Linked DNA regions of Mus musculus: all the other regions are linked to region 1. The links are chromatin contacts, called in public Hi-C and promoter capture Hi-C maps. All regions are on one chromosome and are shown on one strand. Each heading gives the region's core, a stretch centred on a gene start, on an enhancer-like site or on the middle of the called end of the contact. The rest is flanking DNA. Distances are from core to core; before and after follow the strand shown.

What was found. Promoter capture Hi-C pulls out the DNA fragments that hold promoters and counts their contacts. Hi-C and Micro-C count contacts between places; a contact is called where the count stands out from the background. Capture Hi-C pulls out chosen DNA fragments and counts their contacts.
Region 2: a promoter capture Hi-C map of liver shows a contact between it and region 1, with 6 times the contacts expected there. The contact joins the promoter of 2410002F23Rik here to the promoter of Nomo1 in region 1. A contact is called at or near these places in 1 of 39 promoter capture datasets (liver), 2 of 484 Hi-C or Micro-C datasets (CD4 T cells and regulatory T cells) and 2 of 9 other capture datasets (adipose tissue and liver).
Region 3: a contact with region 1 is called in a Hi-C map of CD8 T cells, with 9 times the contacts expected there. The contact joins the promoter of Clec11a here to the promoter of Nomo1 in region 1. A contact is called at or near these places in 2 of 39 promoter capture datasets (both in liver) and 1 of 484 Hi-C or Micro-C datasets (CD8 T cells).
Region 4: a promoter capture Hi-C map of liver shows a contact between it and region 1, with 5 times the contacts expected there. The contact joins the promoter of Syt3 here to the promoter of Nomo1 in region 1. A contact is called at or near these places in 2 of 39 promoter capture datasets (liver and pre-B cells) and 2 of 9 other capture datasets (adipose tissue and liver).
Region 5: a promoter capture Hi-C map of liver shows a contact between it and region 1, with 6 times the contacts expected there. The contact joins the promoter of Fam71e1 here to the promoter of Nomo1 in region 1. A contact is called at or near these places in 2 of 39 promoter capture datasets (both in liver), 2 of 484 Hi-C or Micro-C datasets (B cells and liver) and 2 of 9 other capture datasets (adipose tissue and liver).
Region 6: a contact with region 1 is called in a promoter capture Hi-C map of liver, with 3 times the contacts expected there. The contact joins the promoter of Myh14 here to the promoter of Nomo1 in region 1. A contact is called at or near these places in 1 of 39 promoter capture datasets (liver), 1 of 115 datasets of contacts at active chromatin or transcription factors (pancreatic cancer cells) and 2 of 9 other capture datasets (adipose tissue and liver).
Region 7: a contact with region 1 is called in a promoter capture Hi-C map of liver, with 6 times the contacts expected there. The contact joins the promoter of Zfp473 here to the promoter of Nomo1 in region 1. A contact is called at or near these places in 2 of 39 promoter capture datasets (liver and pre-B cells), 1 of 484 Hi-C or Micro-C datasets (muscle stem cells), 2 of 115 datasets of contacts at active chromatin or transcription factors (astrocytes and thymic regulatory T cells) and 2 of 9 other capture datasets (adipose tissue and liver).

What each region holds. Positions count from the first base shown.
Region 1 is chr7:46,031,493-46,035,685 of GRCm38.p6, forward strand. It overlaps Nomo1 (nodal modulator 1), which reads left to right and starts at 2,204. Exons shown (of 31, transcript NM_153057.4): 1 at 2,204-2,480. The coding sequence starts at 2,340.
Region 2 is chr7:44,244,421-44,248,613 of GRCm38.p6, forward strand. It overlaps 2410002F23Rik (RIKEN cDNA 2410002F23 gene), which reads left to right and starts at 2,302. Exons shown (of 6, transcript NM_025880.4): 1 at 2,302-2,403; 2 at 3,832-3,875. It overlaps LOC115486841 (a small nucleolar RNA gene), which reads left to right and starts at 3,670; the gene lies at 3,670-3,760.
Region 3 is chr7:44,304,555-44,308,747 of GRCm38.p6, forward strand. It overlaps Clec11a (C-type lectin domain family 11, member a), which reads right to left and starts at 2,405. Exons shown (of 4, transcript NM_009131.3): 1 at 2,065-2,405; 2 at 1,719-1,920; 3 at 1,275-1,466; 4 at 1-432. The coding sequence starts at 2,211.
Region 4 is chr7:44,382,289-44,386,481 of GRCm38.p6, forward strand. Syt3 (synaptotagmin III) reads left to right here and starts at 1,838. Exons shown (of 11, transcript NM_001114116.1): 1 at 1,838-1,888; 2 at 2,518-2,661; 3 at 3,668-3,833. The coding sequence starts at 3,683. It also overlaps a transcript of 1700008O03Rik not described here.
Region 5 is chr7:44,494,548-44,498,740 of GRCm38.p6, forward strand. Fam71e1 (family with sequence similarity 71, member E1) reads left to right here and starts at 2,048. Exons shown (of 5, transcript NM_028169.2): 1 at 2,048-2,183; 2 at 2,368-2,486; 3 at 2,956-3,086. The coding sequence starts at 2,141. It overlaps Emc10 (ER membrane protein complex subunit 10), which reads right to left and starts at 1,871. Exons shown (of 7, transcript NM_197991.3): 1 at 1,709-1,871; 2 at 261-333. The coding sequence starts at 1,822.
Region 6 is chr7:44,668,583-44,672,775 of GRCm38.p6, forward strand. Myh14 (myosin, heavy polypeptide 14) reads right to left here and starts at 2,261. Exons shown (of 42, transcript NM_001271540.1): 1 at 2,218-2,261. 2310016G11Rik (RIKEN cDNA 2310016G11 gene) reads left to right here. Exons shown (of 5, transcript NR_152106.1): 2 at 617-720; 3 at 1,081-1,251; 4 at 1,852-2,017.
Region 7 is chr7:44,746,506-44,750,698 of GRCm38.p6, forward strand. It overlaps Zfp473 (zinc finger protein 473), which reads right to left and starts at 1,844. Exons shown (of 5, transcript NM_001289836.1): 1 at 1,405-1,844. Vrk3 (vaccinia related kinase 3) reads left to right here and starts at 2,124. Exons shown (of 15, transcript NM_133945.1): 1 at 2,124-2,146.

The DNA.
Region 1 (4,193 bases), core at 954-3,453:
CTGCTCCAGTGAGGGAGGAATGCAGACCTCTGCCCTGTCCAAACCCTGCCACTTCTCTGGTCTTGCCCCCACCTTTTCCCACAGCCTCTCTTTGGCAGGGCCCAGGCGGGATGGGTTCTCCAGCTTGGCTTGCCCCACCTTTTGGGGTTGCCTGTGCCCGCAGTATGATGCACAGTGTTCTTTCAGCCGGCTTCTTCTGAGCTTTCAGCAGGAGAGGGCTCTCGAAGAACTCGCAACTGCGTCTGCAAGCTGTGTGCGGCAAGCCTGCTGTCAGTGAAACTTCACATCCTCTCTGTTTATTTGGGTCCGTTTTGGTGGGAGGTGGAGGTGGTGGTGAGGACAGAGAAGCCATGGCCCTTCTTCCTGTGAGTGTCACTCCCCCCTCCCCCCCCCCCCCCGCCCCTGGCACTGATTGCTCTAACCTGCAGCAGCTTTATTTCCTGGCATAAAAAATTATTTATTCAAGTGTATGAATTCATTTGAGAGAATGAATTCAAAGGCAATTAAACTGGATGAATTTCAGGCTTAAGAGAGAAAAAAAACCTCAAAGTGTTTCTATACAAGTTAGAGTTGGGATCAAAATAAAACGTAAATATCTTTTTTAAAAAAAGATTCATTTATTTATTATATGTAAGTACACTGTAGCTGTTTTCAGACATCCAGAACAGGGCATCAGATCTCATTACAGATGACTGTGAGCCACCATGTCGCTGCTGGGATTTGAACTCAGGACCTTCGGAAGAGCAGTCAGTGCTCTTAACCGCTGAGCCGCCTCTCCAGCCCCATAAATATCTTTTTAAATATAATTATGAACTTAGTTAATATGTTTTGCAGAAGAAAACATCATTTAGCCAGGTAGGTGGTATATGCTTTTAATCCCCAGCACTCAGGAGGCAGAGGCAGGGGGATGTAAGTGAGTTTGAGGCCTACCAGGGCTACCTAGTGAGATGAAGTCTCAAAGCCAAGTACAGCATCATTTGTAATGGAAAACCATGTCAACAGAAATACATCATTGGTAATAAAGAAGCCAGATGCACAGATTTCTTTATGTGCACATGTGTGGGTGTGTCAACACAAAACCAGAGCTCTCATCTTAAGGGGAATAATAGATAGTTTATTCTGGAGCCATTTTGAGCCATGGCCCAGGAACACAGATTCCAGATTACCTCAAATTCTATCGTCCATCATGGAAGCAGTGTGAGGTGTCAAACCTGGGACACACCGCTGAGGTGCCTATTTAACATATTAAAGCGGACCTGGCCCCCAGGTTCTATCAGCAACACTCAGCTCCTAACTCTTACAGGGCCACCATGGCTGACATCCCCCATCCCCTGCCCTGAACTCTCCAGGGCTACACCTCTGTGCCTCCTGGCTGCTGCACTTGGTTCCCCTCTCTCCACTCTCCCTTCCCCTCCCTGTCTCTTCTCATGGCTCAGGGTCACGTTCACTCTGGACTCTCCCAGATGTTCCCGCCTCTGGCTGTGCTCTCCCAGATGTCTATAATAAACCTTCTGCCCCAGCACATCCATCAGAGGACGCCTGGAGTATCACTGTCAGGTAGGAAGGTGACCCACATCCTCGGAGACTGAGCTTCTTACTGTTCTCCCCTTAGACTAGACAGTGAGCCCCGGGGGTCCTCCAGTCTCCACCTCCCCAGTGCTGAGGTTGCTGGTGTTAGCATGGTTCTGGGGGTCAAACTCAGATCCTTATCATTGTGAGACACTTTACTGACTGCCGTCAACCCAAGACACCCCCCAACCCCCCACCCTTACTCTCTGGTTACCCTAGTACTCTCTATGTAACCCAAGCAGGGCTAAAGTTGCCCAGGTTGGTTTTGAATGTGCCCTGTGGTTCAGGCAAGCCTTAGACTTGTTTGGCTAAAACAAAATTTTAATATACAGTCAAGCACTGGTAAGAGATGGCGTCGTGGGAAAAAGAACTAAATAACACATTTCTAAAGGGCTTTTTGAAATTACATCTGGCGTGAAATATGTGAGTCAAAAAGACTTGGGCTTTGTTGAATACATTAATCAACAAAAAAGCTCTTAGCCGTGACGATGACTCTGAAGTGGAAGCCTGTCTGGGCTGTTCCTTCCAGAGGCTGCGCAGAGTCCTCCAGGACGCCAGAGGCGCAAGCGGCCATCATTCCGGGCGGATCGCGTGTCGCGTCGGTCTTTCTTGGGGGCGTGGGCGCAGGGCCGCGGCGCGCCTGCGCAGAGCAGCTCCGGGGCGGGTCCTGGGCTTGTCAGCCCAGCGAGGAGAAGGAAGGAGCCGGCTGCGTGCGGTGTGAGGGGCGGGACCGGGCGGGTTGCGGAGGGTAGGCACGCGGAGGCCGGGCCATGCGTGCGGGCCGGTGTGCCGCGGCGCTGCTGCTGCTGCTACTGAGCGGCGCGGGGCGCGCGATCGGCTCCGAGGACATCGTGGTAGGCTGCGGGGGTTTCGTGAAGTCGGACGTGGAGATCAACTACTCGCTCATCGAGGTGAGCCCCGGCCGCGCGTAGCCGGGTGGGCTGGATGACCCTTGGCCAGGCTCTCGGCTGCTCTGCACTCTTCCTCAGCCGCGCCGAGGAGCGGGAAGGCCGAGAGGGTCTGCCCGACCCCGGCTCCCCCATACCAGGACCTCCGAAACTCTAATCTGCCCAACCCATATTGCAGAACTTGGAAACCACACGTGTCACTCTCCGTACTAAAGACCCCAAGGCTCGGACTTACCGCTCCTCCATCCTCCCTGGGATGAATTTAAAGATGATCGATTCCCATTGCTAAGTCCTGACATGGAACAGTGTAACAACCTCTGGGGCTGCGAAGCTGCCCTACCTTCCCCACCTCTCCTTTTTAAAGTTGCCAGCCACCTTGCATAGTTGCTGGAATTACACTAGAGATTTGTGGAGTTATTTTTGACTGAGTCGAAAGTTAATGTGAAGTGGTTATCAACCCGGTGGGATTCTGACCCAGAAAGCCTGTGAGAAGAGGGGGTGGGGTAGAAGTAGACACAGGGGATTGGAGAGAGAGCTAGGCTAGGTTTTCCCAGGAGGGCTGGTAGTGCTGCCAGAGAAAGGAGGGAGATGGGAAGAGGTAAAGACTGGTGCCCAAGGAGGAGAAATGTGGAGGTGCCAAAGAGAAGGGCACCCGAGAGCCCTTTGAGCTGACCCAGTGGGGCCGGGGGGAAAAGGTGAGAAGCCGTTCCCACCCTGAATTCCTGTGGGCGTAGCCTTTCTTCAAACTACCTTTCTTCTAGGTGGGGTTAGAGGTGGTGTAAGATTTCCCGACGCGGAGAATCAACTGTCATCTTCCAGGCTTTCTCTGTAGAGTCCCTCTACCTCGTTGGTTGATTTATAATTGATTTTCCAATTTTTTGAGACACAGTATGGCCTTAGATTTACAATATACCCAAGGCTGGCTTTGAACTCTGGACACTCTTGCCTCTGTTTCCCACAGTGCTGGATTACAGGAGTATGTCCTGGTTCCATGTCACCAGGGGCCGTGCCACCTACTGGCTTTGTAGCATTGGGCATCTCAGAAGCTGCCCTGGAAGGCTTTTCAGCTTGAGCTTTCTGCAGCTTTGAGAGGAAGGAGAGGACAGTCAGGGGTGTCAGAGGACAGTCACCTCACCCCTAAGCACTAACAGGGATTACGAGAGCAGAGAGTAGGTTTTGTGGTCCATTGTGAACTGTGGTGCTCCAGCCTTAGGGCTCCTTGTCCTCCTCTCTGAAGCAACCCATCCTTTTGTAATCTCTGCTTACAACATCAGACATCTCATGCATGTTATCTCCACGGAGGGTTTTCTGAGCTGTACTTCACAAAAGACTTGTACTGCATGGTCCAGAGAGAAGTATGGCAGCCATGCTTTTGATTTTGAATTAATGGGCTTCTTAAATACATGTATAGTGAGAGTTTGAGTTTTTTTTTTTTATCACAAAAAATATTATATGTTGTCATTTTAATCCCATGTGTGGGACATGGGGCTGCCTCAGATTGTCCCCAGTATCTGATGATGATCTCCCTCAGGCACTAGCAGGACAAATTTTGCCAGCTGCAGATAGTTTCTGTGAGTGTGTGACATTTGGAATTCTGGGGACTCTTCAGAGGGAATATAAATGCTAGGGCCCTGAGAGGTGGGGTGTTGGTTGGTTGTTTTAGATATCCTGACAGTAAAGATCAAACTTGCCCTGAGGAACTGGTTGGTCACCCCT
Region 2 (4,193 bases), core at 1,052-3,551, 1.8 Mb before region 1:
TAAAGCCCTAAGACAGATGGCCTAGTGGTTAAGAGTTCTTGCTTGCTTTTCCAGAAGAATGAGTATGGTTCCTAGCATCCATATTGGATACCTCACAACTGCCTGTAACTCCAGCTCTGCCCTTCTAGCCTCTGCAGGTACTGCATTCATACATATGCATATCCCCCCCCCAACGTGCACACTCAGACAAATGAAAATAAAAATAAAAAAACTGTATAATTGAGTTATCAAAAAAAAAAGTCACAAGGGTCTGGACAGATGGCTCAGCTTTTAAGAGTTTTACAGAGAACCAGGGCTTGATCCCCAAAACCCTCATGGCGGTTTCCAACTGCCCAGAACTCCAGTTTCAACACTCCCATCTGACCTCTAAGGGTACCAAGCACACACACATGCAAGCAAAACACTCATACATATAAATCTAAAATAAGCACATTGTATTTTCAAAGGAAAAAATTTAGATGTGTTCTCATGTATTTCAGGTTGGTCTGGAACTCACTATGTAGCCAAGATGGAATCTAAGTTCTCAGTCTCTTGCTGGCATTCTAGGTGGACACAAGCATGCCTGGTCTAATGTTAGGGATGAACCCAGCGCTTCCTTCATGTTGGACAGGCACTCTACCAACTGAGCCACATTCCCCAAGCAAATGCGTCCATTTTTAAACAGAGTAACAACTCTGTCTTATACTAGATCTACAAGTAATCAAATAAACAGTGTCAATACTGTGCAGACAGATGCAATGTATGTGCCCATAGATGAAGGTAAGGGGGTCCATGCTATGGGGAAAGAGAAAGGTGTCTTATTTTTCTGTTGCTATGATAAAACACCCTGATAAACGCCACGTAAGGGGACAGGTTCACAGTTCAAAGTGCAGTTCATCACATGGAGAGGTAAGGTGAGGGTCAAGGAGGCAGGAGCTTGAGGAGGCTGCTGGTCACACTGCATCTGCAGTCAGAGGGACATTTACACTGGTGCTCAGCTTTCTCCATTTATGCAGCCCATGGTTCCCCAATAGTGGGTGTGCCTTCCCAGGTCAACTAACCCAACTAAGATAACCTGTGCATGGTCAGCGGCTAAGCTAACCTAGATAACTCTCCACAAGGTATGCTCCAAGGCTTCTTTCCTAGGTAATACCAGATTTGGAGAAGTTGACCATATTAACCATCAATGTGGTAACGGGAGCCAAGCACAGAAGCAGACAGGGAGCTTTCTGAGCTCAAGGCCAGCCTGTTCTAGAGAGAGAGGCCTTGTCTCATCAAACTATTGACTTTCCTCTGGTGTGAGCCAGCAGCAATAATGGAAACTCGTTTACCTAAGAGAAGAATCTTTCCCTTTACTTCAGACCACTAGGTTCCCAGGCCAGTCTCCCCAGCGGAATGAGAAAGAGCCCTAATGAGCAGAGGGCCAGCTAAACAAAGAATACTCAGGTCACATTAAGGAATCTAGAGCTTGAAGAGTGTAACATAGACTATTTGGAGGGCAAAATGAAGAAAGAGAGAACTGGTATGAGGTGCAGACTTTTAAAAAAAAAATGTTCTATGACTTCTGTGGTTGAGGACCCACTTCGAGCTCATCCAAGTATTCAGAACCCTGACCCTTATCCCCCAAGACCTAGGGGTTCCAGCCCTCCGCCTCCTTCCTCAGACCCAGCAGTCCTTATCTCAGCCTCCAGATTCAAACCCAGTAGTGCAGCCCTCCAGCCTCACGCCCTCATACACAAGGGTCCAGACACCACCCACCCTCCCTCACACCCAGGGGTCCAGACCCCAACCTGCCCTCTTTCTGGCACAGGGAATTCCCCTCCTTTCCGCCCTAGCGTCCCCGCTCCGGGCCCGCACATCACAGAACCCAGCCCTCTAACTACACCACACCCATGGTTCCCTAAAAGTCTGCCAGTGTGTGCTGGTCCTGCCTCCCGCGCCGCAGCTGCGACTACTGCCGGGTGGGCCCTTTTAGCGGACCCCAGCTTCTGCAGCAAAAACGAGCTAGCCTGCCGCGCTGGCAAGTCGGGGGATTTCCGGTTCTGGCCAAACCCCCACCCCATGGGGGGCTTTCTCGTCCCGCCCTCTCCTTGGGAGCTGTCTAAGAGCTGCCTGACGGAAGTAACGGAAGAACCTTTCAGATATGTTCTTCATTCTCTTCATCCTCTTTGGGAACAACGTACCTTATCACCTGATCAGGAATGTCCTAAGGGCAACAGACGTTTATTCTTTCTGCCACCGTGAAAGCAGGATCCCCGGCTCAGGCGTAAGTGTGGGCTACCTCAGGGCGGGGCCCAAGAGCCGCTGGAGGCGGGGCCTTGCGAGCGCGATGGGTGGGGCTGACGGGCAGCGCGCGCTATAAATGGGGACACGCGGCGGTGGCGCGCGCCTGTGGCGATCGCGTGTGAGGTGAGGTCTGTCCCGGTGAGTTTTTCCACGGTGTTGGCCTCGGTACCTTCCAGTCGGTGGTGCTGCTTTGCACCCTGGGAAGCACGTGTCCCGAGGTGTCCGTGGCCTGGTCACGGGTGTACCTGTCGCGCGGACGGGCTCAAGGGCGCTGCTTGGGGCCGCGGGCGTGCTCGGGCTGGAACCAGGGTTTCTCTCGAAGGGGCGGATGCGGGTACTTTCGGGACAATGCCTTTCGCCAGGTTTGTGGAGCTTGGGATGCCGGGCCAGGCCTTCCTTTGTCTTGCCTTAGCCGGGCTACGCCATTTCTGCTGCTCACGTCGCGGGTCTTGTCCGCCATCTTCCCGGTTTTTTTTTTTTTTTTAGGCGACAGGGAGGGGGGTGTGTGACATAGAATCTTTCCTCCCAGTGACAGCCCCGTGCTACCTGCAGGTTCTCTCCGTAGGAAATCTCTACCACTGCCCCTCCCCCGTGTGGGATTTTGGCAATTTTGTGCAACCTAGAACACATGAGGGCTGGAGGAGGATGGGGTGTAGGGGCAGATACACGATACGGAGTTACCAAGGCGGAAGTGAGTGCACGTGGAGGACTGGATTGCTTCGGAGCAGCAGGTAGGAGTAGACGAGGAGGAAGGGAGCCAGGCCTTTGTTCACCTGCAAGAATACTAATACAATGGCTACAGGATGGTCTTGTAGGGCCTGATGGTACAAGCATTTTCGGTTCAGCTACTCAAGTAAATTACATATTTCTCCCAAAATATTTTAACCACACCTTTGCCTGTAAACCAATCTTTTTCTGCCTACTTACTGGTCAGTGCCATTATCACACTTGATTAAACTCTTTCCTCTTGGGAATCCTACTGTTCTCTTTGTGTTCCTTGCTAAATCATCTCCCAGACAGCTTTCACAGGGTGGTTCAAATCTCGCTGAGTAAGTCACTGGGCCTTCCATTTATTTATTTATTTATTTATATAAATATATATATGTATATAAGCCTATATTATATATATAAAATCTCAGCAGGGTTTTGCTTGTTTGCATTTTGCTCTGTAGAACCCCCATAGTTCTCCCACCAGGCTCCTCAGAAGGATGTGTGTCTTTGCAGGTTGTGTTTTTCAAGGTTACGAACCAAGACAGAACATCATGTCCATAGGGAATCTCTATGGACCTACTGGACTGGGGAACTTGGAGCCTCTAGTGGATTTTGTGTTTGTCAATCTTTTCTATTGTGTTAGCTTGGCCACCATCCCTGAAGGCAAGTAGCCTTGACATTGCAGAAGGCCTGAGGCTCCTGTGATGTTTAGCACTGGGCTCCAAACACCCTTGAGGACACAGTGCCCCTCCAGGACCTTTGACACCTGGAGATCTGAGGACCTCTAAATTTGATGTTCTGTACCTGTGGGCTGGCCCCACACATAACCCTCACCAAGTCCTTTCGGTATTACAGGTGTATCTTGAAGCCACGTAGCCATCCATCATCATCTTACTGTGGTAAGAGCCTTTACTTTTTAATCTGTCCACACCTAAAATAAATAGTGTACCTTCCTTTTCAGTTACTCTCTATAAGTTGGATTTAATGAACCCGCAATTATAGGGTATTACATATTAAAACTCTTAACTTAAATGGGATCAGTCAGGTGTAGGTAAAGATCCCAGACCTGCTGTTCATAACTCCATACCAGTCAGTAAACCACCTCAATAAACCTGGGTGCTGAATGGAACAGACACATCAAGGGCAGGCACCTAAGTCCTCTGCAGTTACATAGAGAGGGTGGCAGTATTTTCTGTCTTCTAAGGGTAAGGACTGGG
Region 3 (4,193 bases), core at 1,155-3,654, 1.7 Mb before region 1:
CGCAGACGAAGTAGAGGCGCCGCTCACAGTCATGGTCCCACCAAGAACCGTCGTCTGAGGCCTGGGCCACGCAGTTCTCCAGGACGCCGCCATTGGGCTGATCCGGGCTGAGTGGATGTGTTGCCGCACTAGGCTGGGCGCCGGACTCCAGGCTGAATGCGCGGTGCCAGGCGAAGAAAGACACGCGCTGGCCGTTCTCGAAAAGGTAGAGCCCCTCGGAGCGCCGATCGTGCACTCCCAGCCACACCGGCCAGTTGTAGGGGGCGAGAGCGGCGCGTAAGTACCGGCTTAGCGCATCCATTTGCTGGCGGTCCGCAGGCTGTGCTAAGCTCCCACCTCGCGCCTTGCACCGCGCCTGCGCCGCCGCCTGGGTCTCGAAGTCTCGCGAGAGCAGGAAGCACTTGTGGCCAAGGCGCAGGCCCTTCAGGCAGCCTGTGTGTAGGGTGAGGCGGAGTCAGAACGTTGCGGGTAGGAGGGGGCGAGGCCAAAGCTAGGCCTTTAGGTGATCAATGAGGTGGAACCAAGGTTGCAGGAGGGGAGAGAGGGCGGGTCCGGTAGGTAGAGGGAGGAGCCTGAGCCGTCGAGCGGTGCCTGGGGTGGAGGACGGGGCCAGGTGAAGGAGGGTCATAAGAAGGATGGCCAATGAGGTGGTGGCAGGCTTACTGAAGGCGGGGCCAAAGAGCTAAGGCCCGGAAACCAATGAAGCAGAGCCAGGACTGCAGGGGGCGGTTTTATAGCGACGGGGGCTAAAAAGAGGCGGAGTCAAAGTTAGAACCGCGGTGACCAGTGAAGCCAAGACGGGAGTGCTGGGGGCGTGGTTAAAAGGAGACAAACCCTTCAGGGGTGGAAAACCATCAGGAGGAGCCAAAGCGCTGAGGACAGAGGAGGCGTGGATAGTAGGAGGGATTAGAACTTCTGTGACCAGTGAGGCCTGGCCAGGCTGTCAGGGGCAGGGCCAATGCTTTGGAGGGTTGAAAAGGGTGGGGCCAAGGGGAGCCTCGTTAGAGCAGTAGTGTGTTAGTGAAGTGGAGCCAGGGCCTTCGGGGGCGTGGCCAGGGTGTAGGCGGTTCCAGACTATGGGTGGGGCTTTCAGGGTGTGGCACAGGTTGGAGCAAGAAAAGTCTCACCCACCTCACAATCCATCTCTAGATGTGCCAGCACCTCCCAGTTCTATGTGGACCCTCTGGTATCCTGATACCCGTTTTCTCCAGGTCTTCAGACCTCCATGGGTCTCCTCCTCCCACCTAGGCCCTCTTTGTGCTGCTGAGACTCACCCTCCAAGCGGCCGTGCTCCTGCTCAGCACGGTCCTGGACCTCCTTCAGGGCTTGCACTGAGTCGCGGGTGTCACTCGCAGCATCCCGCAGCTGCCGCAGCCCCTGGGTCAGCTCAACCACACGGGTGTCCAAAACGTGCAGACGGACGTGCAATTGGTGTAGGCCTGCATCGAGGCTGGCCAAGCGGCCCACTGTGAAAAGACAGAAGGCACAACTAGAGGCACAATTAAGGGCTCTAAGGACATGGAGGGCACGGCCCTCAGACTCCCAAAAGCGGATTGGATGAGGCGATCTGTGGGATGTGTGACCATGTCTATGAAGTTCAGTGGGTTAAACTCTTGACAGGCAGACACATCTGGGGACCTTGGGCCCCTTTGATGTGTCTGGCCTCCGAGTTGGGTCAGTGCTTGACAGACAGGCCACCCTGGCTTCTGAATACTCACAGATGTAAGTGACAGTGTCCTCTGGTGTGGGAGAAGGGCTGGGGAAAGGGTTGGGACTAGAAGAAGGTGCTGTGGTGATTTCCTCTTCCTCTTCTTCCCCTTGAGTCTCTGTGGTCTCCCAGACCTCTTTGTCTTCAGGGTTTTCAGCAAGATTATCCTCATTTCCCACCCCAGTGGGCAGCCCTAGGGCCTCCTGGAGATTCTGGGTCAGAGAATGCATGTCAGTTTCCTTCCCGCCTACCCTCTCAGCTCTTTTCTGAACCCATTGTTCCATCTAAACCCCCTTACTTTTCTTTACCCATCTGAACACTTCATCTCAAGCCCACAGTGCCCCTCCAACACTCACCTTCAACATCTGTGACTCCCGCTCTCTCTCCTCCTCCAGGGCACCTCCCCAGCCTCCCTCCCACTCCCTCCCAGGACCTCGGGCTCCATGACCAAAACTCAAAAGCTGAGGGACCACTAGGGCCCCCAAGAGCCAGGCTGCCTGCATCCAGCTGGGCTTCCCAGCACCCAAATAGTAGAGAGGTCAGAATGCCAGGGGTAGGACTGCTGTATAGACCTAGCAAGTGTCCCAGTCTGGTGGGCAGCTCACAAGCCCCTTGGACCTTCTTTCTGCCAGGCTTTCTCTTCTGCCTTCCCTCCTGATCTGCTCTGTCTCAACTTTTGATCTCCTCAGCTTCTCTTGGTGAGTCTCCCCGCCCCTATTGGCTTCCAGGAGGCTCTGCCTCTGTGGCCGGAAACCTCCAACGTTCCAAAGCCTGATCCCGCCTTGGGTCTACCCACACCCACCCCTTGCCACTTTCCAGACCTCTGCTTCTGCCCTCTTTCCTCCCTTTTGCAAGTACAAGCACTTATATGGATAAAAGGAAGATGGGGAAAGTTTTCCAGGGCATCCTTGGTACTGGTAGGCCTCAGCCTTGGTCCAGGAGTCTTCTCAGAACAAAGCAGGCTATGATAGGATGCCAGCTTTGGACTGTTCACTTCTCTCTGTCTTGGCCATTCCTGAGGAGGGGGCACACTGCAGAGAGTATGCTAAGGTTGCTATTATCCTGTGGTCACCGCTGACCACACAGCCTAATGAAGGGGACTCTTCTAACATTCTCAGGCTCCGGGGCTCTCCCATCCTCTACCCAGATGGCCTGTCCTGGCCCTACCAGCCCTTGTATGTGGTGCCTGCTTGTGGGGATATGTGTGAACAGCATGCATGTGTGCTGCTTAAAAGGTGTAACTACAAGATTCTCCTGCAGGCCAGGCCCTGAGCAGGTTGATGCTGGGGTGGGAGGGGTGGTAGTGAGCCCAGTGGTTCCCCCATCAAGGGAGGAGAAGGGTTGACAGTCAGAGCAGGTATCTCCAGTATGTATACTAACCAAGCACTGGCCGTGAGTAGAGAACCCTCTGCAAGCTGCCTTATCCCAGCCTAGACCACTGCAGTGGCCTCCCCTTACTCTCCCTCCTTCTACAGAGCCCCTCCAATCTGGGCTGCTTGCCTGCCGCAGCCAGAGCAATCCTTCCAAACCATAAATCAGATCACATTACTCCCCACGCCCCTGCCTCCTCACCTTCCCATCAGAAGCAGGAGAGAAGCCAAACCGCGGTCTCCTCGGTCCTCAGTGCAGCCTGCAGGGCTGGGGCCTGGGAGAGAACCGTTTTTTCTGCAGTCTCACCTCATCTCCCCTCACCCTCCATCACCACTCTGTCCTTCCTAGCCTTTTCCTCCTTCTGCAAACTCTTCCCTCAGCTCTTTCTCATTACTGAAGCCTCAGCTCTGCCCACCATGTGAGATGCTTTCTCAAAATGCCCCCTTTTCTTCTAGGTATGGTCCAACCAGTATGGGCTTGTTTATTTACATCTGTCTCTTGCAGACCAAGGCATAGATTTTGGGGCTACTTCTGTATCCCCAAATCAAAGCAGGACTTCCTAGCACCTAGTTGGTACTCAGTTAAACTGATGAATAAGACCAATGTTACAGCAGCTTGGTAAAAGGCCTTAAAAATCAGACTTTTGTGTTTAGGTTGCACCGGAGTTCTCAAGGTGTCTGCCTGAGTGCAGGCGCTGAGGGCAGTGGAAGGTTCCAATGCCAGGAGAGTAGATGGCCATGCCTTACCCACACCATGCCAGGCTCATGAGTCCTGCAGAGCTTTAGTCCCGCAGGTCCTGCCAATTCATGAGCCAAAGATCTAGGGGCCCAGGGTTTGCAAGGAAAAAGCAAAGAAGCTCAGAGAGGAGACATGGCAGCCGTATGGAGGTCACAGGTGTGGCATCATGTACCAAGGCTGCTGGCTCCAAGCAGGTACCTCACATCTGCCCTCAGCTGCTGTGAGTCCCATGAGGGGCCTTGTAAAGGAACACACCAGTTTTCAAGAAAGCCTAGTACGCAGAGGGCAGAGTGACCTTGGGCAGCCAACTGATTCTCGGAGCCTCTCGGATGCTCATCTGTAGCACGGAGGTCTCTCTTCGGAAGCTGGAGACCTC
Region 4 (4,193 bases), core at 588-3,087, 1.6 Mb before region 1:
CTCACAAGCCAGCCAAAAACTGAGACAGATGACACCCTGATACCTGTACATCGCATGTGCATGCATTCGCACGCACATACATGCACATACATGCACACGTGTGTACCAATTATCATCATCTTAGTGGGGTGTAGTGGTACCAGCCAGCAGTACTAGCACTCAGAAAGCAGAGGCAGGAGGATTACTAGTTCTCATCTGGTTTGGACTTCAGAGTAAAGCCTAGTGTCCAAACTTTTGTTTGTTCGTTGTTTGTTAATTTAAAAATCGTCCTCATTTTTAAAGAGAAAAAGTAAGGCAGTTAGGAACTAACCCAGCGGAAGTCATACAGTGTGCTGAGCTGGCATTAAACACGCATGCATTTTCCCGAGTCGCACAGATGGCTGGTTCTTGCTGCAGCTGCCTCGCAGCATCTGAGCTGCCTCAGACTCACAGTGTTTCTTTGAAGATGTGTCACGTGAAGCTGGCAAGCCCATCTGTGTGCACATTTCTGAGTGTGTGTCACCGCCTGGTCAGGCTGAGCTCCATGGCTGGCATGGAGCTGACTAGCCACTAAGGCCGTTCGCCGCACCTTTGGTGGCCAGGCCCCCGTGCATGCTTCCTCAGACTCCTGTGAGAAGATGCTAGCAGCATAAACATGGACCCTGGATGGAGCCAGCTATCTTTTTCGGAGGCTTCTGATATATAACAACTGCAAATTGCATGCATACGCTACAAGGGGAAGAGTTGCTTTGAACCCAGAGTCTCAGATATGCCAAGCAAACACTGGTTTTTTAGGCTATCAGACCAAGCGCTTTGCTTTCCTGGGAGATTCTACTAGACAAAGGCTCCACTTCTCATCAATGCCCCCAGCTCCTCACTGGAGGATTCTAGACAGGGCTTCTACTGCTGCACTACATCCCCAGCTCTCTCTTATTTTTGGACAGGGTCTCACTCAATCTGCAGAGGCTGGTCTTGAACTCATCCGTAGCCCAGGTTGACCTGGAACTTTCTATCCTCTTCCCTCCCCATCCAGAGCAACTGGGATGAAAGGTCTCTGCCATCAGGCCTTGGAAGCTGTGTTTATTTTGTATAACTGGCTGGCGGGAGGACAATAGCAATTGAGTGAGACACTAACTTCCAAGCCACCCCTCTGGGCTGCTTTTGTGTAGATCAGGACCTCGTGGGAGGAATTGAATCTCCACGGGCCTCAATTGTTCTGTGAAATGGGAATACCTTGATTGCATTCATCCTTATACCAAAGTGAATATTCCATGAGAAGCCATCTTCAAAGCTCTTAACTCCTAACATTGGTAATGGTGAGTGGCAATTTTCATTAGCTGCTATTAATGTGGTAAAAACCGGATGCTCTGTGCCTGTAAGTAGTCATTAAGCACCCACTTGGTGCCAGTGTTTTTGATGCACACTGACTGGTTTCTCAAACTACATCCCTTAGGAGATAATTTCATTGTATTGTGCTGGACATCGGGATCTGGGATGCTAAGAGTCTCAAGGGGACTAGGGCAGGATTCAAATCCAGTGCCTGTGGCTCTACCTAAAATATGAGACTTACTGTGGCCAGCTTTCATTCCAGCCTGCTCAGCTGTAAACCCTGAGATCTTGCTCCCTGGAGAAAGGAGTTTTTGTGGCCTGGGACCTCTGAATCCTAACCTTCTAGTTCCCTCAGGTGGCCTCTCAACTGGGGCGAAACTGCAACCAGAGTCCAGGGAGGTGCACACTAGGGCCATACGGATTTTGGCTTTTGGGTTGCATGGGCTGGCGGGGGAGGGGGGGGGAAAGGGCTTGGGAGGAGCCGAGGAGCTGCGACAGGGGTGGGGAGGAGCCAGGCGGGCACCGCGGCAGCGGGCAGGCGGGCGCGCGCGCGCTCCGGGCTGCAGCAGCCGGGGCTCCGGTGAGTCCGCCCCTCCCCCTCCCCCGCCCCAACCTCATCCCAAGGGGGCGGCCCCAAGTGGGGGCGCGGAGGTCGGTGCAAATAGGGGCGCATCTGGAGCTGGGGAGCTGAGTCTGCAGTGCCAGCTGGACGCTCCAGGGGAGGGGCACGTGGCCCTGGAAAAAGGGGGATCTTGATTCCAATACACCTGGGTGCACTTCACCCTTGCCCACCCATCCCCAGAGTATGGGGATTAGTGACCCATCTCATGACCCCTAAGTGATTAGAGCTACGTGACCTCTGGAGATCTTGGACTCCTTTCCCCTCTCCTGCAGCGTCTTGGGACCCTGACATTTTAACCCTTCCAGCACCACTCCCCCAAAAAATCCCATATTCTGCAGACCGGAGACGCATTGAGGACTTCAACTCCCAGCAGCCCTTGCAGCTCTGGTGCGATAAAGCTGCAGTAGCACTAGCAGCAAGACCAGCTGGGAGTTGTAGTCCCTAAGCTTTTAACTAGCTGCTGGGGGCACGGAGGTGGGAGGGGGCGGCTGGACCTCACCGGGGTCATCTGGGGTCGCGCAGCTACTTCGAGTCGGGCAAGATGCAAAGCTTGGGCTGATTTTTTCCCTCCCGATTTGGGTCCCTAGATCAGTCACCAGCCCCCCTTCTTGCCACCTGGCAAGCGTGGAGACCGGTCCGCAGCGGCTAGGCTCGTCCACCCTGCAATCCCCATGGGCTACCGCCCCCCGCCGCCTCGGCTGCCACCCAGGACAAGGCAGGGGTAAGCACAGGTGAGTCTGACCCTGGCCAAATGGCAGTCAGTCTTCCTTAGCAGCCTGGCTTCTCTTGACTGTCTGGCCCTCGTTCTTTCCCTCGGGGGGGGGGGGGGCTCTTTCCCACCGATGTCTAATGTCTAGCTCCAAACCTTACCTTGTGTTACTCCCTCCTCGCCCACCTCCACCTCTCTCTCCTGTTCTCCTTTTTTTTTTTTTTAAACTGACCATGCTTCTGTCTGTCTGTGTTCCCAACTCTCTTCTCTTGCCTTGTATCTGAGGTCTCCAGCCATTGTCTGGTTGTCCAACCTGGAATTCAGCATCTTTTCTCTCTCTCTTCTGATCTACCTGTGTCTCATTGGAAGGTATTTCTGCCCACACCCCTGCCTCCCTGGCTTCACTTCTCTCTGTGTGTGCACCATGTCTCGGATATAATGAAGTACACGCTGTTCCCCAGCCTCTGTCCTGAACCTCTATACTCCGAATTCTGTGTCTATCTTTCCCTGGCTACCCGACTTCACTTGGTCCTTTCCTCTTATCTCTATCTGTCCTCTTAGCTCCCCTTCTCTCAGCTCGGGGTTTCTGCCACACACCTGACTCTCCTTCCTCTGACCCTCCAGCAGTTTCCCACCCTAAGCCTCCCACCAATGATGTTGCAGCTGCCCAAAATGCTCTTACCTGCCACAGCCTGGCTGCCTACTGTTGATGGCTGCCTCCAACCTTCCTTTGGGTCTCAGAGTACCCATCCTGACTTTCAGTCTGTGGCCCCTTGGGGGCACATTCCTTTCGTCTGAGAGTACCTTGCCTTTTGGTGTGGCTCTGTTGATCCGTTTGCTCCTTAACCACTCTCATTAGATGGTGACCCCAAGAAGTGACTATAACATCTGTCATTTTCATCCTCTAATCCTGGTCCCCGAGCCACCACCTTCTGACCTTTGCCTCCCTACCAGACCTTCTCCCTCCTTCTCCCTGCACCTGTCCCTGTCTCTTTCTGCAGCTCTGCCCACCCCACTCTTAAGTATAGGATCACGTGGCCACTATGTCTGGGGACTATGAAGATGACCTCTGTCGGCGGGCGCTCATCCTGGTCTCAGACCTCTGTGCACGGGTCCGAGATGCTGATACCAATGATAGGTGTCAAGAGTTCAACGAACTGCGGATCAGAGGATATCCCCGGGGTCCGGATGCAGGTCAGAACCCCAGCTGTCCCAACTAGCCACTGACTGCTACCCAACTCCATAAGGGCAAAGACTTGGGAAGGTCAGAGCAGAGCCACTCAGCTTTCACTCCCTTTATGGCTAGCTCCATTGAGAGCCTTGCCTCTGTCTTTGCTTTATCTCCAAACCACTGAAATGGGAGAAATAGCTGTGTGCTTGGTCCATCTAACCCCTGACCTTAGAGTTTTGTCCCATAGGCCTACCTCTTCCTAATTACAGCCATGAAATATCCCTGTCAGAAATCATGAATTGAATCCTTTTTTTTTTTTTTTGAGGTGAGGAGGAAGTTGGGGATCAGATAAAGCATTATGGAGGCCTGGTTGGTCTCAAACT
Region 5 (4,193 bases), core at 798-3,297, 1.5 Mb before region 1:
TGTATGAATCAGTATATGTGTGGAGTGTACATGTGGTGCATGTGTATATATTTACATATGCATATATATGTATATGTGTATGTTTATAATCTTCATTAGCAGAAATGCAACCCAGGCCCTTGGGCACACTGACAAGCACTAAACCCTTGAAACCTTGAAGCCACAGGCATGGGGCATCTAAAGACAAGTCCTCTCCTGTCTGTGCTTTCCGCCCTCGCCACCAAAGGGCAGGCGTAAGGCTGAAGACACACTGATCTCACCGAGCTCAAATGAATGCTCCAGCAGCAAAGCCACGGTGCCACAGCCCTCAGCTTCACGGCCATCGGCCCCGGTCTGCAAGGGAGACAAGGACCCCAAGTAAGAACCACTCACGCTCTGGGCGGGGCAGAAGGACAGGCTGAAGGACAGGCCGTAGCTGCATGCTCACATCCAATCACAGGTGCTCTGCCCAGGACTGCCTCTCATGACACAGTCCATTTCCATAGCCCAAAGAAAACTCTAAAAGCTTGTTATTCTCATGTCCAATGCCCGGGTCGTTATCTTTTTGTTGGTTTTTTTGGTTTTGAGAGTCTCAGTGCACAGCCCGAGCTAACCTCTGATTCACAATTCTTCTGCCTCCACCTCTTCGTGCTGCTACTACAGGTAAATACCACCTTGCTCTGCCCCCCACCCCAGGTCATTCAGGTTTTCATTCACGAGTTCACTTCCTTTGCACATGCTAATACTCTGACCATTCACATTGGCAAGAAGCCCACTTCTCTCTGGCACATCCTAGATCCACACTTTCTTTCCCACGGTTCTGAAGCAGAGTCCCACTAAATCACTCCCTGATCCAGACCGGAGATGATCCTCCTGCCTACGTCTGCTGAGCGCTTGGGGTTACACATGAGCACCACCACCATCAGCTTAATTTCTTTGTAATTTTTCTTTTTTTAATTTTGTGTATGGATATCTGCTGCATGTACCTATGTGCCCTGTGTGCATGCCTGGTACCTGGTGTGCCAGAAGAGAATGTGCAATCCCCAAAAACTGAAGTTAGCAGACAGTCGTGAGCCTCTAGGTAGGTGCCAGAAAGCAAACCCAGGTACTCCAGAAAAGCAGTCAGTTCTCTTGGCCCTCATTTCTCCAGCACCCTATTTTTGGGGTTTTTTTGAAACAGGACCTTAGGTAGCCCAAGGTGACCTTGCACCCCACACCCAGGCCTAAGCCTTAGATGTCTTAATTTCAAGCTTCTCCTAGCCAGGCATCCTACAGCACTCTGGCTCCTGAAGGACCTGACTTCTTCGTGCATATTCAGAAACATGATTCCAACCCTAGCACTAGAGCACTGCTTCCTTGCCATATCTTTATTAATTACTTATTGAGTCAGGGTCTCACTGTGTAGCCCTGGTTGGCCTAGAACTCCCTTTGTCCTAGGCTGGCCTCGAACTCAGAAATTCACCTGTCTCTGCCTCCCGAATAGGGGTATTGAAAGCGTGCACCATCACACCCCCATTTTTGTATTTTTGAGACAATCTCAAGCAATCCAAGCTAGCCTCAAACTCCTTGATCCTCCAGCCTCAGCCTCCCAAGCACGGAGATGAGAGGCTAGCTACCACTACTCCACGCAGCTCAGGTTCCGAGCAAACCACATCCTCTCATGAATATTCATGATGGGGTCCATCTAGCGCCCACAGGAGGCCGCCCCGCCCCGGCCACTAGCACTCACCCCACGCGCGGAGGCCCCGACCCGGCAGCCGCTGCCTCGGGCTCTGCTAGGAGCCGCGGCTACCATCAGCAAGAGCACTAGCAGCCGGGTCACCCCGGCACCCGCGGCCACCATACGGGAGCGTTGAGAAAAACCGAGAGCCATACAGCCCGCTAGGAAACACAGGGTTCATCCTGAGGCTCACGCGCCTGCGCCGCACGCCGCGCCTGCGCACTAGCGCCCGTCCGCCTGCTCCCGCAGTCAGGGCGGCCATTTCTCCATCCGGGTCTCTAGGGCTCACGTTCCCGGTGACACCACCTGGGAGAGAAGTGACGTCGTTGACGTCACGGAACGCCGGGCACCCTATTGTAAAGTCACAAGCTCTAGGCCCCACCCTTTATCTGTCTGTCCCAGGCTTCACTCGGCGTTCCTCCCCAGGGCCGGGGCGTGGCGATGAAGGGCGGTCGAGATCTTAAGGCCGCTCGGGGCGGAGCAGGTGAGACCAGTTCTGAGGGGATGGAAGGTGACAAAAGGACTTCTGCCTGGAGGGGTTGGCCCTAGAGAGGGAGCCGGGGAAGGTATGGGACCAGCAATGCGGAGGCCGCTGCCCCGCATGCGCCCTCGGTCAGAGTTCATGTACCTGGCATCCTGGGATGGATGCTCGCGCTTCGCCCCTGCAGACCGCCCCCTGGCTCCAGCCTACGCCCCGTGCCGCCCTGGGCGCCTCCAACGCCACCTCCTGAGCGGCGAGTTCGACCAGCTGCGCGACTTTCCCATCTTTGAAAGCAACTTCGTGCAGGTGTGGAGCCCCGGACCTCCGACCCGTTGATGTACGGATCTCCCCCATCATTTGTCGTTCTTTCCAAGTGATCCACATCACCTCTGAGCCCGCTGGGCTTTTTGTGTCTTCAGAAGCCTTTGTCTCAGTTTCCTTGACTGTACACATATGGTTCTTGTCCTTTAATCCTAAAATCTTTGGCCCACAAGCCTTTTTTTTTTTTTTTTTTTCCTTTTTAGAGGTAATATGGCTGGTACTCTGGGCTTCACTCGTTATTCAGCAGGAGCTCTACCCCTTAGTCACACCCTAGCCCTGCACCGGGGGATTCTAGGCATGTGTGCTTATATTCTGAGCCACATTCCCAATCCCTAACCTACTGTTCATCTCCCCTAGTTCATGACCTTTCACTCTGTCAAGATCCCCAAGACCCAATCAGATTCCTGTTGAGTTCTGTTCTCCATCTATCGATCCTCTTAACCTTTGGCCCCAGGTGACCCGGTTTGGAGAAGTCGCCAACAAGGTCACCATGGGGGTGGCAGCCTCTAGTCCTGCCCTGGAGCTGCCAGACCTGCTGCTGCTGGCCGGCCCTGACAAGGAGAATGGACACCTGCAGCTCCTCGGGTGACTGCCCCTCTAAGTCCCAACTTCCTCCAACCTCCCTGCCGCCATTTTGCCACCCAGGGACCAAGATCACCACCAAACCTCTTCACTAAGAAAAATGGCAGGGCACTTCACAGAGGTCAGAAGTCAGGCGAGATGAGGGAGGACAGCCCTCAGTGGCATCACAGGGTCAGGATGGTGGCTGTTTACACAGTGCTTTCTGCTTTCCAGGTACTCTGTCCCAGAGAGATAAAGTAAAGCTCAAAGACTGGGCCCACGGCCCAGGGTCCCACAGTCCACTGTCCACTCTGCCCCTCTTCCTGAAAACTTGTGAAAATCAATACCACCAAGTACAAACCTCACATAGAACAGAACACCCCTTCCCCCAGCCTAGGCCTTGCCCTGCCTCAGCTGCATGCAGGAAACGTGTACACGCTTACAGGACATGTACATACTGTGGTATTTTTGGAGACCTGAATCCTTTCTCATCCTATCTCAGTTCACGAAAGACAGGGAGAAAATAGAAAAAAGCCAAGCCTAATAGTACAGGCCTGTCATCCCAAGACTTGAGCAGCTGAAACAGGATTGCAGGTTCAAGGCCAAATTGAGCTTTGAAAGTGGCAACCTGGACAACTTAGTGAGGCCCTGTCTTAAAAAAGTAAAAAGGGGCTCTGAGTGTGTGTGTGTGTGTGTGTGTGTGTGTGTGAGAGAGAGAGAGAGAGAGAGAGAGAGAGAGAGACCTGGTCAGTAGAGTATCTGTAGGGCAAGCATGAGGATCCGAGTTTGACTCCCCAGCAGCCATATAAACATCCAAGCCCCATGGTAAGCTTGCTGTTGGGAGAGGCAGAGATGGGCCATCCTTGGAGCTTGCTGGTCAGCGAGTTTATCCAATCATTTGGCTCCAGGTTAAGTGGAAGTCTCTCTCCAAAAATGAGGTAGGAGAATGATAGGAGAAGGAAGACCTTTAACACTAACCTATGACCACCACATGCAATGCACACACACACATGCAAGTCACTGACCTATGACTGCCACATGCAAGAAAGGAAGGGAGGAAGGAAAGAATAGATGGATTTTAGCTGGACACGGTGGTTCACATGTTTAATCACAGCACTTGGGAGGCAGAGT
Region 6 (4,193 bases), core at 1,011-3,510, 1.4 Mb before region 1:
CCCGCCCGCCTGGGCAGAGGCTGGGGCAGCACCAAGCTTATGACCTCAGCTAATGGGTGACATAGATCCCGTCCTGCCCCAGCCTCCTCCCTCAGACTCAAGGGGCCAGGACCCACCTTCTTCCCTCAGACACAGGGGTCCTGACCCCAGCTCTCCTCCCTCAGGCCCAGACGTCCAGACCCCAGTTTCTCTCTCAGATTCAGGGGTCCAGAACCCAACCTCTTCCTACAAACCCAGGGGTACTGACCCCAGCCCAGCCTCCTCCCTCAGTCCTAGATTGGTCAGGACCCGGTCCTTTTTCCTCAGACCCTGGGATCCTGGCCCCAGCCCTTCTCCCTCAGGTACAGAAGTCCAGACCTCAGCTTTCCTCCCTCAGGCACACGAGTCCAGACCTCAGCCCTCCTCCTTCAGACACATGAGTCCAGACCTCAGCCCTCCTCCTTCAGACACATGAGTCCAGACCTCAGCCCTCCTCCTTTAGACACTAGGGTCCAGACCTCTGCTCTCCTCGCTCAGACACTGGGTTCCACGCTCAGCTTCTTCCCTCTGACTTGGGGTACCTGGCTCATTATCGCTCTGGGAGCATGGATCCTAACTCCCTCTCGTCCCGACCCAGCGCCCTATGGCATAGCTCCTTTATCCCGCGGATCCCGAGGCTACCTGGGCGCCTGGCGGTAGAGATGGGGAGGCCTCCGAGTCCAGATCCTCTCCAGCACCCAGGTGAGGCCGGCTCTGCGGTCCAGCAAGAGGTGGGGCCTCTCCCGTCAGGAAGGCAGGACCGGGTTCTGACGTCTCCTGACACCTGCCGGGCTGGGCGGGGGGCGGGGCCTGGCACAGCAGCCAGCAAAGATAGAACCTGTTGCCAAGTGGGCGGCTGTGGGCAAAGGTGAAGGGCTGGCACAGAGCCGGACTAAGTATGCTAGGGTTCGAATCTCCCTCCAGCCTTCTGAACCTTCACTTTCTTCGCTAGGAATTGAGGCTCATGAGATCAACAAAAATTATTTGAGGAAAAGGACCCAGGTCTCTGTTCTGTTTTATCGTGGTTTTTTTTTTTTTTTTCTTTCTTTCTTTCTTTCTTAGAATCTCAGTTTCCTGAACCCTGGAAGTGGGATGCCCCAATCCTCAGATATGATGTCAAAATGCTATGCCAGCCTCAGGCTTGGGTCTTCTCCTCAATCGAGAAGGTGATCGAGGAGGAGACATCGGGTGATCATGCCTACGATAAACTTGTGGCTTAAGAGGTGTTAAGAGGTATGGCTTACAGAACAATTTATTTTTGTTTTTTGTTTTTCAGATACAGGGTCTTAAGTAGCCCAGGCTCGCCTGGAACTCATCATGTAGCTGAGGCTGGTCTTGAACTCCTGATTACTATTATGATGTTTAAAAAAAAAAAAAAGCCACAGGGCCAGGCACACCAGGTCCCTGTGTTCCCCACCTCGGTCCAGTCTATATCTTCACTCTCTGTGAGATGGAAACCACACAAACCTACCTCAAATCCATTCTCCTACACTGGAGGGGAGTTTAGTTATACATTAAAGTGCCCATGTCCATTGTGAGGCTTGGTGGCACACTCTTGTCATCGCGGCCCTTGAGAGGCTCAGGCAGGAAGGTTGGGGGTTGAGGTCAACTCGGTCTACACAGTGAGTTCAGAAGCTATCTCCAAAAAAAACAAAAAACACAAAAAAAACAAACAAAAAAAACTCACAAAAAAACAAAAAACCAAAACAAAACAAAAAACCAAAACAACTAACTAAACCAAGTCAAATCAAAACAAACTGGGACACCCAGCCAAACACATCCTTCTCTGTTCCTGTCCCTGCCTGTCGCGACCCCTCTCTCTCTGGTCCACAGCTTTTTCCTCCTCTGACATCTGACACGGTAGTCCTGAGAGCTGGGGAATGGAGACCATGACTCAGGTGTTCTATCATGCAACGTTCCAAGCACTGCCTCAGTTTCCCCTTCTGCAGAACAGACCGTGTGACGCTGTCAGAGATGACCCCAGGCTGTCTGGCACAAGGTGGGAATCCGGGCTGGGTGACTACAACCTTCCCCTTACCTCTCCCTGACCCTGGGGTCGCTTGCACCCAGGGTGAATGTCTTGACCCACCCCTCTCCAAGACCCCCCGCTGTACCCCACCGGCTCCGGCCTCCCCAGGTCTGACAGGCTCTGGCCAACCCTTGGGGCGCACCACGGGGGGGAGGTCCCCGGACACTCACCGGCGCCCAGGGCGGTCCAGAGGCCTCGGCCTGGACAGAAAAGGAGGCGGGGCCTGCAGTGGACGGCCCCACCCACAGGTAGGCATTACAGACCAATCAGCACTTGCTGCGGCCCGCTCAGACCTCGCCCCTGGGGCTCAGTGCTGCCCAATCAAAAAGAGCGGCTGGCGCGCCAGGCCAATCAGAAGTTGGCAAAGCGTGCCAGGCGTGGGAAAAGAACCTGGCCGAGAATGTGCGGCAGTAGGCGGGACCCGGGCCTGATGGCCAGCAGGAAGCACCAATAGAGATGCTTGGGGAGCGGCCAGCAGCTGCTGGTTCAAGGGGACAGGGTGAATGGGCTGCTTTGTAAACAGGCATGAATGGATGCCTTTGTGCGCACCCGTAGGGGGCGGCGGGAGGCCGGAATGCCTGGGTCCCCCGGGAGCCGGCGTGAGGACACACACCAAGAAACTGCTTTTGTAGAGTGCAGACCGTGAGCAGACCCAAAGCAGGTGGATGGGTCAGAATCATTTATTGAGCTCAAAGATGTGTGAAGCGTTTCCACTACGTAATTTCACTAAAGCCTTGAACTTGGTGCGATTGAGACCTTATATGGAGACTCAGTAGAGGGTTAGCCTAGCATGCACGAAGCCCTGGGTTCCACCCAGTCACCTTGCAAAGCAGGAGTGATGGCACCAGAGAATCATTCCAGCCCTGGAGAACTGGAGGTTGGAGGATCAGGAGTTCAAGGTCATCCTACAGCTATGTAAAGATTTCTAGGCCAGCCTAGATTATAGGAGACCCTGTCTCAGAAAACAAAGCAAAAACCCCAACCTCATCTGGAGGACCACACCTACCATCCTAGCTAGCATTGCCGGGCTGAGGCAGGAGGACTGCAATGAGTTGAGGTCATGGGTTTAAACAAAGTGATTGAGAAACTTAGTGTGACCCTGTCTCAAAGTACAAAAAGAGGGCTTAAGATGTGGCTCAGTTATAGGGCACTTGAGCTATAAAGCACTAAGTTTACATCACCTTACTGCAAAAATAAATAAATCAGCAAACAAACGATAAGTAAATACCAAAGTCCCCAAAGCCCTCACCACATAGATACACTCCACCTTGTCTTCCAACTGCTTAGCTCGTGTTGTTTCATAGTCCCTTAAGCACTTGGGTCTGCCTCAGCTTTGAACAGTCTCCTAAACTTGCTGTTTCCTTGTGTATGTGTGTGAGTGTATGGCTCTCTGTGTGTGTGTGTGTGTGTGTGTGTGTATGGCTTTTTTACCTGCATATATGTATGTGTACTGTGTGCATACAGTGCGGTCGGAGGCCAGAAGAGGATGTCAAATTTCCTGCAACTGGAGTTACAGATGATTCTGAGCTGTCCTGTGGGTACTGGGAATTGAACCCAGGTCCTCTGGAAGAACAGTTTCTGCTCTTAACCACTGAGCCACTGCTGCAGGCCTGCTTCTTTGCTTCGGAGACAGGGTTTCATTCTGCAGCTCTGCCATCCTGGCACTCTATTGTCCATTTGGACATGACAGCTCAGGTGTCTGTAGCCAACCAACCGTACCTGCCAACTACGGATATCATCCACTCCATCAAGGCTAAATCTACCCAGCAACTGGTGATGTCATCATCTGTCTTTACTGGCCTGGTTGCAGAGGCAGCTTCAGTTCTGCTTGCTCAGCCTAAGGGGAGGTGAGACTACCTGCATAACAGAGGATGACTGTGAACTTCTGATCGCTCTGCCTTTGCCGCCTGAGTGTAGGAATGACTGGTATGCACCACCACACATGGCTTAGCAGGCTTTGGTTGCCGGGGATTTTCTCTGATCTGCAAACCCATGCCACTCTAATGCCTGCTAACATTTAGTGAGAACACACACAGTTCTAAGCTCTCACTGTACATTAAATCCCACAACATGGACCCACCAGCTCTATGCATTTGGTCCTGCTGCTGCACACATTTTACAGGCGTGGGCACAGAGACCGGGCTGC
Region 7 (4,193 bases), core at 594-3,093, 1.3 Mb before region 1:
ATTCAGTATCCTAGACAGAAAAAAAAAATCCCTTCTTGCTCCTTCTGCTCCATGAAAAGTTTTTGTCCTCCTTAAGCTCATCTTAAAGACTATTCATGCTGTTAACAAATTTATCTCTTTTATAAACTTACAAACTACAGGAAACCCACTCCAATCTACTTCTTATGGACTAAATAGTCTCCATCCAGGTAAGTACACCTGCCAAGCAATAGCCTACGTTCTCACTGGCTACCTATTCCAGAGGGTGAGATTGCTCTCCTGTTCCTGGGATTGGGACTCCTCTTACCCCAAAGACCTAATTTTTTTTCTCCCAAACGTACTTAACTTTATTCTCTACCTCCTGTGTGTGTGTGTGTGTGTTTCAGCATCTTGCCAAATCCAAGCGTTTACTCAAAATCTACACATAAGACAGCTCCAGAGAAACAACCCATAGATGCTCCAATTTTCTCTTACAGCCACAGATACTTCTACTGGACCTGCTCCTTCTGATCTATCCACAGTTGGTTCCACAGACCCTGAGCAGCAAGGACACAGCCAATTCTCCTAAGACTTCACCAACATCCCCACCCCCATCTTCTTAGGTTTCCCAGAGACACACTGCCCCAATAACAACAGAAAGTTAGCTAAAGATCATGATGACCCTATTTTTTGCTTCACCGTTGCCTCTTTCTAATTTTTCCTTTTTTAAAATTAAACCAAAACAAAGGAATGTTAGCATTTCTTCTACACTCCACTCCACAGTTACCTGGCAAAAGCCAGGTATGCCTGACTCACTATAAAAGGGGCTGCTTGCCCCTCAGTCCCCACACTCTCTTCCTTCTCTGTCCCTTCTTGCCCTATTCCCCTCTCTCTACACGTGTTCATGGCCGGCCTCTACTCCCTCTCCCTACCTTTCTCTGTCTCTACTACCTCTCAACTCCCCTCCCCATGCCCTAAATAAACTCTATTCTACACTATACCCACTGTGGTTGGTACCTCAAGGGGAAGGGATGCCTCAGCATGGGCCCGCAGAGGCACCCCCTTCCCCAGCACCATACCTCGCCCTACCAAACATATCCCTGGCTTCCCTGGCTTTTTAAATAGAACATAACAGTATATATTTGAGATGCTCAAATAATAGATACAAATAATCTTTCCTTTTAAATTTGTTTATGACTGCTTCAAAGTGCTATGTGTGTACACCTAAGTGCCTTTAGAAGCCCAAGAGGGGGTTTGATACCCCGAAACTGAAGCAATAGATGTCTCTGGGCCATTATTGTAGGTATTGGTCGCGAGAGGAAACCCCCGCTTAAGAGCCGGGCCTACGCCCGGCTGTGAGCACTCAAGGGTTCAGCATTCTGTCAGGGCCTCCCACCCCGGCCACAGAGGACTAAGGCCATGGGCGCCTGGGCTTAGTCTCCGTACCTCGGCATGGCTCCGTGTCTCCGTACCTCAGCATGGCTGGCAACCCAAAGAACATATGCTTTCCAGGATCCCAAGAAAACCCAACTCCTCATGAGGAGGGCTCCCTCAGAGTACAGGGGGAAATTCCTCCGAGGAAGTTCCGGTTCCAGAAACTTCTCCTCAAATTTATCCCACCCAGGTAACTCCGCGCCAAATTCCAGGACCCACCACCTGTGGTCTCCACCCACTGAGCCCTCTAGGAAGTAGAGAGGAAACAGATTCATGGCTAAGTGACACCAAGGTTGGATGGCCCACTACCCTGTTATAGGACTACTTTCACCTTCTACACCCCGAAAATTCCATTTGGAGGTGACAGCGGGTTGCCATAGATACAGTTTGAAGGCAAAACTGAGATTACAGAGAGAGCACAGAAGCAAGGAGAGTTTAAAAATGACAACAGGACCTTTGATTGGTGGCTGTCACGTATTTCATCAAGATTGACGTCAGACATGCGCAGTAGAAGGAAAAGCCCGCCCCAGAGAAGGCCGAATAACGGTGAGCAATTAGGGGGATGGACTAATCAGGCGTGTCGCTCAGGCTTCTGGGAAATGGAGTTTCCAGCAGGGCACAGCTTGTCCGGATGCCCTGTATTAGAGGAAATAGGCCGCGTCTGCTCGCTGCTGTCGCACGGCCGGTGGGGGATGCGCGCGCAGCCCCTCCTTCACCCTCCCTCCCCGGAAGTTTCTGCGGGGCAACTGTAAAGGTGAGTCCAAGTTTCTGCTCCGGATCGGAGTGAGAGTCCGGGCCGTGAGAAACCCCGGCGCCCACGGCTTTTTCACAAGTACAGTGATGAGGAGCCGCTCGCCCGGCAGCCTGTGACGTCACTGCCTGAGGAAGGCGGAGGCCGACCAAGGCTGGGGTTCGGGGGCGGGAGTGGGGGGAGCACCCACTTCCTCTGTTTTGCTGGGAAGGTGTTGGGCGGAGCCTGTGAGGAATGTCAGACACTCCGCCTCCGCCTCCACGGGTACCTCGTCACTGGTTTCTTTGGGATTGTGGGGCCCGGTCCAGTCTCTGCTACTTAGGGAAGTGTTAGTCCCACACCTGTGGAATTTAGCCTTTGGTACTCTGCTGTGCTGCGTTCCTGCAACAGGAGCATAGATGGTAGCAAGCTGATGGTCATACGTAGGATAAATGAACTAAACAAATGGGTGCATAATAAAAGCCGACTTGAGTATCAGTAGTCGGAACTGAATGTGCAGCCTTAGACAGGAGACCTCAACACTCAAGATCCGAGCACTTACTGTATGCAAGGATCTGTGCAACAGACACTTATTGTATTATATACCCGAACTGCCACCTCCCCTAGGAGTAGCTCTAAACTCAGCAATGTTCTAGCACTTGGGAGGCTGAGTCAGGAGGATTTTTGAGAATAGTGAATTCCAGGACAGCCCAGGATGGACTACATAGTAATGGGCACCTCAGTTTAATTAAAGCTGGATGTACGCTTGGGTAAGTTTCAAATGCTGGGGGATCAAAAGTTCAAGGTCGGCCTAAGCTACATGAAACACTGTCTTTAAAAAAAGAATCCAGCCCTGCCTAAGGACTGGAGAGTTGGTTCAATATTTGAGTGCTTACTGTCTTCCGGAGGACTCAAGTTGGTTCCCAGTTCATGACTGCCTGTAACCCTAGTTCTAGGGAATTAGGGATTGGCCTTCACACGGGTTCATATGCACATAACTGTAGTGAAAATTCTGGAATTTTCATTTCTTTAAAAAAAACACAGAAATATAAGAATATGTTTTTGTTTCAATCCCAGGAGTGGGGCTATGGGGCTGCTTCTCCGCAGCTGACTAAGCTTTGCCTCCTGCTCCAGCAGCTCATGATTTTGCCAGCTGCACATAGTTTCTACAACTGTGTGACGTTTGGAATTCTGGGAACTTCTCAGAGAGTCTGTAAATACTAGGGCCTCAACTGGGTACCGTGAGAGTTGTTTGGTGGGGGTGGGGGATGGGGGGGGTATTGCAGTTTGTTAGTAGTTGTGCTCAAAGAAGAAATTAGATTCAGAGTTCTTGATCTCTCTCCCTCTGTCCTTCTTTCTCTCCTACCTAGGGATAGGGGGTGAAATGGGAAGGGGAGAATAAAGGCAGGAAAAAGAACTCACAAAGTAGCAAAGACCTTTTACACATACCCACATGCAAACACACACATACTCAAAATTAAAGATCATAAAGATGGATGTTTTTAAATTCTGCACAACTAGTTTACATTCTAACGTTGGTTGAGGTGCCAGACAGAAATTGCAGTCAATTGTATAATATTTTTTCCTATGGTATCTTATCTACATGTTTGCATCTAGAATGTCTTAGAAAATGAGAGAGGCTTTCTCTGCTTGCAATTTACATTGCAATTCAGCCCACGCTTACCTGCCCGAGCTCATTTGCTGACGGCTCACCCACAGGGCTGTGGCTGTTTACCATCATCAGAGATGGCGTGGCACTCGTCATGGGCTCTGTTTGTGTATATGGCATGAATTTGCAAGTGCCAGAAGAGGGTGTCAGATCCCCTGGAGCTGAAGTTACAGGTGATGTGAGCCACCCATCAGACTGGGGTGCTGGAGACTGAATCTGGGTCCTCTGGAAGAACAGTGCATTCTAAATCCCCGAGACCTCCAGCCTACCCTCGGAACTGACTATAACTGGATCATTGTGACCTCTGTTTGGTTAACAAACCACAGTGACAAGGTGTAGAGGCTGATGGTCATTGTAGTTAGGATGTGACTGCAGTAAAGAGGGGGAGATGACAGCCTAGGC